Regions from separate parts of the Sus scrofa genome. Here region 2 is linked to region 1. Evidence: chromatin contacts called from public HiChIP or PLAC-seq data. All regions are on one chromosome and are shown on one strand. The core of a region is the stretch at or near the end of the contact, and the rest is flanking DNA. Distances in the headings are between cores, read along the strand shown. Region 1 overlaps NME7 (nucleoside diphosphate kinase 7). Region 2 holds the start of ATP1B1 (ATPase, Na+/K+ transporting, beta 1 polypeptide).

Region 1 (4,614 bases), core at 1,287-3,786:
AACAGAGATGTCTTCAATTTTAGTGTGTCCGATTTCACTTGTGAGGAATTATATTTAAGTAGATTTGGGGCCTGAGGAAGAGAGGCAATATCAAAAAGTGTAGGCTAGGAACTCACACCAAATAACATCTGGCACTTACATTTCACAGGAGGGAAACAAGTGAACTATTTCTACCAAAATAACCAGAAAAATGAGCCCCATCTAAGATACTTTAATATTGGCAATCAAAATCTGAAGTGCACCCCCCCCAGATGAGTGTATTCTCTATTTGGGGAAAAAAGGGAAATCAACAATGGACTCTGGTAAAAAGCATGGGTTTCTTGGTTGCCATTAAAGGCTAGGGACCCAGAGTCATTGCTTGCCGATAATTCTTAATGGCCCACTTTTGAATTCTATCCCAAAAAAAGATAGGAAAAATTTTATAAAGTTTAGAGTAAGGTTATGACTAATTCTTGACCTGGAAATGTGATGCCCGTAGGATTTGAGTTTACCAGGAAAAATCTGCATCTGCTCCTCAAAGCCAGATGTACTGAGTAAGAGCAGAAAAAGACTGGATAACTCAGATGATTGAAAATGTGTTATAAAGGCCTGTACTTTTAAGCCCAAGCCTAGTAAATCCAGGCATAGAAGGTATTCACATATACTCTCATCCAATCTGGTATCTATTAAAATGAGTGAGCTAAAATCCAGTCCTATTGATCATATAGATAAACCAGGAAAAAACAAAAAACAGACATTCCACACCTTCAGTTATTCACAGAAATTGACTTAAATCTATCTTCACGTCTCAGTGCTGTTTTCATATTGCAGACAAATGAAGCATTCAACAAAATGCAAATCTTTTGTTCTTTTATGAAACAAATAGCATCGGCAAACATTTGTTGAAAGTCTGCCACAGACAGGACACTTGATGTATCACCTGCAGACCAACTGTATCACATAACTTGAGAATGTCATAAATGCAGAATTTCAGGCCCTACCCTATGCTGACTGAATCACAATCTTCAATAAGATCTCGAGGGGTTTTCTGTGTACATGAAAGTTGAGAAAGAACAGTGTTAGATCATTTTGGGGATACTGGAGATACTGAAAAGGTATAAGACAGGTCTCCTAATTAGTATCTAAACCAGGGGGTGAGGAACATTCATAAAAGAAAATTATACAAGGAGCACACATATCTACTTCCAGATAAGACGTATGGACGATGAGTGAGAGGAGTTCAAAGGATGGCAAAAGTTACTCAAGGTTGGGGCAATTTGTGGTGTCTTAAAGGAAAAACAGTACATGAAAAAGAAGGAAAAAGTAAATATGGTATACTCAACCCTCCTCCGGATAAATTTACTCTCTAGCGGTTTTGTAACTATGATATAACTGGTGCTCTGAGGAATGAGTAGAGTCAGGAGAGAAATGGTTAGCAGTCATATGGTCTTGTCCAAACGTCCACAAGAATCTGCTTCTTAAGACATCTGTTCCACAGGAAAAGGTCCTTGAAATCTGGTTCTATCCAAAATGTTCAAGAGTGCATCTGGTTCACGCCAAATCATTTTGAAAGGGACAAATACCAAGGACATTTTGGCATGGCCCAAATGCCTTATGGATATTTTGGCCAGGACCGAATAGTCTTGCAAATATCAAGGACCTTTTGGTAGAGACCAAATGTCTACTGAATGTATTAGACAGGACAAAGAGAGAAAACAACTCATAGCAACTTGAAAATAGCATATCAGTTAGGCGGCAAAGCTTCAGAAGATAATGGAGCGAGGAATCTTGAGAGATAACATTGGCTAATTCTGAAATGTACAATCTTCTCTGAGAACAAGCTTTTTTAAAAATCCATATCATATATATTTTACTTTTTACATTAAATGTCTCAAATTTGGGTTTTACTTAGAGTATATGGAAACCTTGTCTTGAAGCATTACTGAAAGGATTTCATAGTAAAGTACAGAATTATATATATATATATATATATATATATATATATAGAATTATATATATATATTATGAGTTATTTATATTTTAATTAAGTGCTTTCAAAAAGATCATGCCTACACTTAGTACAGAGGAGCAATGATTATTGTTTTGCTATCTAATGTCACCAATCAAAAATCAATATTCAAAAGTGAATGGGTAATTAATTTTGTGCTACCCATTCACTTTTCTGCACTTTTTTTTAAGGGTCCCTGAAGTCCTTCTCTTTGGCCTTGCAAGTGCTAGGACAGTCTCCCTGAGATATAAATAAAATGCCTTTCTAACGACATCCTGAGAACACCATGGCTCAGTACAATTCATGCCAAGTGTAACTGATCCTGTGCTCAAACTTGGCACCGGTGTCAGTGGCTTTTACCAATAAGAGACTGGTAAGGTGGCAGGCTCTTAGGTGTCCAAAAATGGTAATTTCCCAGGGACTCAAGGTTTAATTTTTTTTTTTCTTTCCATCCTGACACAAAGCCTACTGTCTCTAAGTAATACCACTAGCAGCTGACATTTGAAACTGACAAGCAGCACATGTGCATTAGGAAGATAAGGCCTGGCACATGGTGCTGCGACCTCTTGGGATTTTGGAAAGCTAGCAGCTCCAGCTAGTGGCGATGCCCCATCTCCAGTGTGCACTGCTTTGGGAAAACTCTAGCCCTTCCTTCTGACTGTGATGTGGACATGTCTTATTGGAACATGGTTATTTTTGAAGAAAAACAAAACAAGTGATCTTCTCTATGAATGAAAAGAAAATGGAAAGAAAAAAGAGGTAAAATGTTAAGCTATGAGAGCTTAATGGAAACAGTATTATGTCATAGAAAACAGTTAATGCAGCCAAAGGGAGATAAAGGAATCAATACAAGAATATTTTTTGAAAAAAAAAAAGGAAAGGAAATGGCAGGGAAACAAGAGACTCAAAGGAAAAACTCTTCGTGGGAAACATTCAGAAAAAAAGTACTGGAAAAGGGTGAGGCCAAGGATGCCGATGTGAGGAAGGGGGAAATGGAAACCAGCTAAATGCCAAAATTACATAAAAGAAAGAAGAAAAAGTTCATGGTTCATAATGAAACAAAAAAAGATAGTTATCAAAATTTCCCAATCCCTGTGGGGACTAAGGTGGCACATATGGAGTAAAGGACAAGGGACAAGAAGCTGGGGGTGGGTATAGAGCAAAAGACACAAGACTTCACCGCAACAGAAGATGCTAGGGCCTGAGGAGCAAGAAAGCCAAAAACCTTCCTAAGAAAAAAAATTCAAAACACTGAGAAGAAAGTCAGGAAAAGTGCCAAGCCTAAAATAATACACAGGAAAGTGTCTTCAAAAAAGTTAAAAATTTTACAAATGATAGTTTCATGATGGGTTATGGAAATAATTGGAATGTCATAAAGCTAATTTTGAGATAGATGTTTAGAATGACACCACTCTCATATTTAAAATATCTATTGGTACCATTGTCACAGACAGAAACTATCCTGAAAGGGCCAGAGACTGACCCAGCAAGAGAATTATTCTCTTAGGTGCTTTGTGGACATTCAAAAAGTTTCTTGCGCCATATTCAATTATAATTTGGAGAAATGATGTTATTGAGATTTTGAATCATAAAAAAAAAATTTAAGATGGAACCAGGCAAAACAGAGTTCAAATCCTGACATTAATTTTTAATAGGGATATGTTCTTTGGGGGAAAAAAAATTAATGGATTTTTTTAAGTTTTAAAATAAGCCTCTCTGAGCCTTAATTTCATTTTTCGACTATAAAATGGGCACTAGAAAATTGACTGTGAAAGGAATCTAGGATAAAGCATATCCAGTTTCTGGATGAATGACTGGATACAGAGGCCATAATAAAAGTACACTAAATATGTATTTAAGCAATAGAAAATGGAAATGTAATTAATATTTTCCCTCCACTAACATTCATTTTTCAAAAAAAAAAAAAATGTATAATGAGTACCCTTCCCGATGTATCAGTGAGAAAACAAAAATCCCTTCCTTCCTGGGGTTTATGTGCTAGTGGGTGAAAACAAAAAATAAATGTGTTCAATAATAAATGATACACTGTGTTTAGAAGCTAATACTTATTATAGAAAAACATAAAAGAAAACAGGGTAGGATAAGCAATTGAGAATGTCAGGGCATTGCAGCTACACAGGGCAGGGAGTTTGGGGCAGGTTAGACCTCCTTAATCTGAGACGTCCAAGCACAAGTGCTACTAAGCACACATAACTCATGTAATGAAGTACCAATTTGGACTTCTGTAAGTAAATTATATATGATACATGGATGGCATTTTGCTATTGATGTTATCCAAAGGCTTAATTAAATGAGCTATATTTACTAAGAGTCTTCCCTTGAAATACTCTAACAATCATATTTCTATTTTTCATGTTACTCTTAATTTCTCTTCTGCGAATCTGAAGAAAATGAAAACACTCATTTGGCAAGATATATGCATTTCAATGTTCACAGCAGCATTATTTACAACAGCCAAGATAGGAAAGCAACCTACATAGCCATCAACAAATGAATGGATCAATATGTGGTGAATACAATGGACTACCAGTCAGTCACAAAAAAGAATTAAATTTTGCCATTTGTAATAGATGCACCTGGAGGGTTTTATGCTTAGTGAAATAAGT
Region 2 (4,614 bases), core at 1,196-3,695, 110 kb before region 1:
CCAGAGGAAGACAATAGGTCAAGGACAAGAGAGAAAGCTTATCCTTGCCAGACACAGGATCAGTCTAATTGGCATTTGCCATGGGTCTGGAGAACTTTTTTAAGGAAAAAATGGGGGTTCTAATCAGAGACCTGTTAATGTGAGCCTTTCTCCACATATTTTGCAGTACTATTACTTCTACTGGAAAAGAGAAGAAGAAAGGGGCAGGGGAGAAAAAGAGGTGGGGGGGGAGGAATATCAATGAGTCAGGGATGGGAAGAGTGGGCTTAGGGAGTATGCACAAAGGGCACCCCCCACACAACTCTCATCCCTTCCCTCTCCACCTTTCCCTCTTTCCCTCTTCTCATCCTTTTTTTCTTTCTTTTTTTTTTTTGGCTGATTCTGCCCACAGGCTTTCCTCCGTCTTACACATAGTGGGCTCTCGATAAACACATGCCCTTCCCAGTGACCTGTCCTTCTGGAAACTCCTCTGTCAGGTAACTTCTGCTGGGAGGGGGCTGGGCATCATATCGGCAGGTGCAGGTGCAGCCTCTTCCTGCAGTTCTACCACCAACTTGGGGCTTTTCCAACATAAACACTGCAGGAGCAAGGCGGGGGTGGCTTCCTCTCTGAACATGCAGTTCTCAAGGCTGCCCTTGACCGAACCCTACTTGTAGCAGGCCCTCTGGGGCTGGGGTGGATGGGTGGCTGCTTCTGCATTTCAGGAATTTTCAGGTTTGCCCAAGTCTCGCAGGTGGGCCTTTGGAAGGACTGATGAGGAAGAGCTCATGCTACAGCAATTCAAGCTTGTCCATAGACCTGCGAGTTTGACCTGGGTGACAGAAAGGAAACCCTGACAAGCCTCCCTTGCGTTGTCTGTCTGGATACAGGGAGGGGAAATCTTTTCTGGGATGGGCTACATAGCTCCCTGGGGATGTAGCTTCTGTACATTGACTGCAGAGGCGCCCCTGCTGATTTCTGCTGTGTCACTGCCTCAAGAGGGATGTGTGAAGCTGCTCAGGGGTTTGGCGGAGGGAGATGAAACCAAGGAGTTTGGCTGTTGATGCACAGGGGATAAAGAAGGGGGAGGGATAAAGGATGCCAAGGATTGCCTGCACCTTCTCGCGATTTATACTAGGCTTTCCAGATCCTTTTTGGCCCCAGGTCTTTTAGAGAAGAACAAAGTGGTCGGTACCCACCCAAGGGGCGTGAAAACCCGTCCCTGAGAACACCAGCCTGGGATTCGACGCCAAGGGGAGTCATTGGTGGCTAGGTCACGTGCAAACATTGTCGCCGCCGGGGTCTAGACTGGTGTGAGCCGCCAGGCAATGCGACTGGTTTCTGAAGGAGCGACCCACTGGGGGCCGGCTGGTCGGCCTCCAACACCTCCTACCCCTTTCAAACCCCGGATCCGGCTTGCCGCCCTGGGTGGGTTTGGCAATTATCCTGCTTGAGGTGGTTCAGGCCGCCCACAAGGAGCATAGCCCGGCAGTCAGGAGCCAGGGCTGCTGGCTGGGCTGGCCTGGAAGGAGAGGGACGGGCCGGAACTGCAACCGCAGTGGCGGGGAGACCGGAGGGGGTGGCAGGTGCAGCAGCAGAGAGGCGGGGCGGAGCTGGGCAGAGTCCCTGATTCTCAGGCGTCCCGGAGTGACCTACCCCCACCCAGCTAGGGCCTAGGAGAAGTGGAAGTGCGGAGAAGAGAGGCTGAGAGTGCACGAGAGGGACTGACTGGATCGGGACAGCCGGGCTGGGGTCCCGAAGGGTCTGCGGGGCGCCAGGCAAGGCAGGTGCGGGTCACCTCACTACGGAAAAGGCGGGTTCGTGCACAGCCCAACGCGAGGAGGGGGCTGTTAGGTGCTGCGGCCTCGCCACTCACAGTTCTCTCCGCCCCTCCCCGCGCCCCCGCTCCCTGGCTCCCTAGACCGCCCCTCACGCCGCTACCGCAGCTCCTTTGTGCCAACCCCGCGCCCGCCCCCTCGGGCCCCAGGCCCCGCCCCCTCCACGCCGGCTATTGGCCCGCCGGGTCGCTAGTGGGCGGGGCGCCCCGTCGCCACGGCGCGGTATATAGTAAAGGTAGGGCGTGCGCCCTCAGCCAATTTCTCGGCTCGTGGCGGGTGGCTGTAGCCTGGGCCCGCAGTCCATTTGTTCGTCCTTCCCTTTGACTTTTCCTTGTCCCCTGCCTGTCTCTGCAGAGGTCACAGGAGGCGGGGGCCGAGCACGCGTCCTCGGTGGCAGCTGGAGTGGCAGCTGCGGGTTTGTGGAGCCCCCGAATCCCCAAGGGCAAGGGGAGCGCGTGGCGGACCAAAGAGGGCCAGTGAGCGGTCGTGCGCCCACCAATAGGTGCGGGGCTCGGAGACGCCCAGCCTGCGCGGTCCCTCCCTCCTCCCTCCGCCCCCGCCGCCGCCGCCTCCCCCTCCTCCCGCTCCTGACTCTGCTCCTCCACCGCGCGTCTGGCACTCTGAAAGCCGCAGCGGCAGCGGCGGGTGCAGCCTGCGGAGAGCCAGGCAGGGGACACTGATCGGCAGGAGAGGACGCAAGAGCGCACGCGGCAATCACCCATCTTCAATCCCCGCAGCAGCTGCTGACCCGCCACCATGGCCCGCGGAAAAGCCAAGGAGGAGGGCAGCTGGAAGAAATTCATCTGGAACTCCGAAAAGAAGGAGTTTTTGGGCAGGACCGGTGGCAGTTGGTGTAAGTATGGGTTTCGCAGCTCTCGCCCCCAGCGCCTTGCCTTTCGGCTCATCCCCCGGGCAGGCTCTGCGGACCGCACCGCGCGCTCCGCGCTGGCAAGGGCGGAGGGTCGGGTGGTGAGCACTGCTACGATCGCGCGGGCCTGGGCTTGCTGTCCTGTATGGAATTCAGAATCCCTGGATAGGCGCGGGCAAGCAGAGGGTTACGTATATTGTAGCGGTCTTGGGAACTTGCAGTTTATATGACATCGCTTGAGCCCTTCGGTCCTGGGCATGGTCGGGCTGTGGGAGACTAGATATGTCTCTTCTTGTAGTCAGGTCCTAAAAAATAAGATTTGAGGCTCTGAAAGAACAGCCTGAGGGTAATCGGACCGAATGCAGGCGAGGTTGTGTGTTAAAGCACCTTTTTTTTCTAGTCTAAATATGTACCTCCAAAGGCCGGCGGCGGGCGGGGGTGGGGTGGGGGTGCGGGGAGCGGTAGTGATGGCAGAATCCATACACACTGCAGTATTTCGTAGCGATGCCCAGAGTTTCCTCCAGTGAACTGCCGTGGAGTCATCACAGCCCAGGAATGACCCAGGAAGCTCCATGTCAGGACTCCGTTTCTGAGCCTTGGCCCCAAAACATGGCAAAATCGGGTTGTTGTCAGTGTCTACAGAGCCAGATGCAGAACCGGGTACGATGAAGGGTTAGTGTGAAATAAATGGCACAAAGGCAGAGGCAGGTCATCTGATACGATTTGGGGCAGCCTGTTGCTTGGCTAAATAGACCCCCTCCCCATTGAAAATTATATTGCTTACTTGTCTTCCACCTCTCTACACAGGAAGGGTGACTTTTTTTAAAAGGTCATTTTGAAGGGCAGTTGTAGGCAAATCTGTAAGAGTCGTGACTGCGGAAGAGAGAGAGAGAGGGAGGGAACTCCCCCCTCCTGCATCACTGCCCCCCCTTCTCTAATATCATCATCACCATCATCATCATCTGCACCACTAGCACCACCACTGCAGCCACTAAGGGAGCCCTGGGTAGGTGCTGATGTGGTGTTCCTGATTGGGAGGATCTGTGAGCATGGGCAGGAGAATGAGTCAGGGAAATATTGCTTGGCTGACATTTTGAAATGGAAGAAGCTAGAATATATGATTTTCTGTAGAGGAAAAAAAAATGCACCCTGTAGTGTGTCTCTTGATTAAAAAGTGAAGGGTTAATAATGCATCACACTTCAAGGTTAGTCAAGGTGAAACCTCATCCCATACCTATGTTGGGAAGAATAGATATCCCTGAGCCATGTTAAATGTAGGTCTTTAAAGTGATGGCTTTTAGCTTGTATTTTATTTTATTTTGGGAAATCTCCATCCTTCAGTGGGCTTACTGCCATAGTTCTCATGCATTAAGTATAGCTCTCTGTGTTTCTTAATGTGGAAGGGAAAGCCTGAAGAACACTGGGTGTGTATAGGGTGAACAGCTCCTGGCCTGGGCCATCTCCTAGCAACTCCTGGTAACTAGTGAGGCCTGAGGGGTGCACTGCGGGACGAGCCTTCTCCCAGATTCACTAGGGGTTCCTACCATAGTGATCTGACTCCGGCCTTGTCATGGGCCAAGGACTGCATTGACTCCAGGCATGTTGTAAAATTTGCCCTCTAGTGTTTTTCCCTCTCATAAAATATATTTCTTTCCTCATTCCGATTCCACAATAATATTTGTTTTAGAGGGTAGGAATGGAAGGACTTGTTCTGTAAGCTGACATTTAATAATGCAGCACCTCCACATAAGAGAGAGTCATTTGTGTCTTGATAGCTCATACAGCAAGGTGTCAATACTCTAATGAATGCAGACACCAGGACTGGTGCTCTAGTCTCATCTTTCCATTTTACAAGGTGGAGGTGAGGTGTTGAGCTAAAAATTCAGGTTTTATCTTGCACTAATATGTCTACTCCTTTCTGGCAATGTA

The links. HiChIP or PLAC-seq counts read pairs in DNA pulled down with a chosen protein or histone mark.
Region 2: a contact with region 1 is called in an H3K27ac HiChIP or PLAC-seq map of skeletal muscle. The contact joins the promoter of ATP1B1 here to the enhancer-like site in region 1. A contact is called at or near these places in 1 of 5 promoter capture datasets (liver), 6 of 47 Hi-C or Micro-C datasets (fetal heart ventricle, fetal liver, heart right ventricle and 1 more) and 1 of 2 datasets of contacts at active chromatin or transcription factors (skeletal muscle).

Annotation. Positions count from the first base shown.
Region 1 is chr4:81,822,468-81,827,081 of Sscrofa11.1, reverse strand. The region is part of intron 11 of NME7 (nucleoside diphosphate kinase 7); the gene reads right to left. Among named protein-coding and RNA genes, the nearest start is that of ATP1B1, 110 kb to the left of the region's middle. Within about 2 kb of position 2,536, at least 7 of the 83 cell types and tissues checked have an H3K27ac peak or open chromatin away from gene starts, as enhancers often do. A contact at or near this core is called in skeletal muscle, where this site is marked.
Region 2 is chr4:81,934,846-81,939,459 of Sscrofa11.1, reverse strand. ATP1B1 (ATPase, Na+/K+ transporting, beta 1 polypeptide) reads left to right here and starts at 2,445. Exons shown (of 6, transcript NM_001001542.1): 1 at 2,445-2,670. The coding sequence starts at 2,574.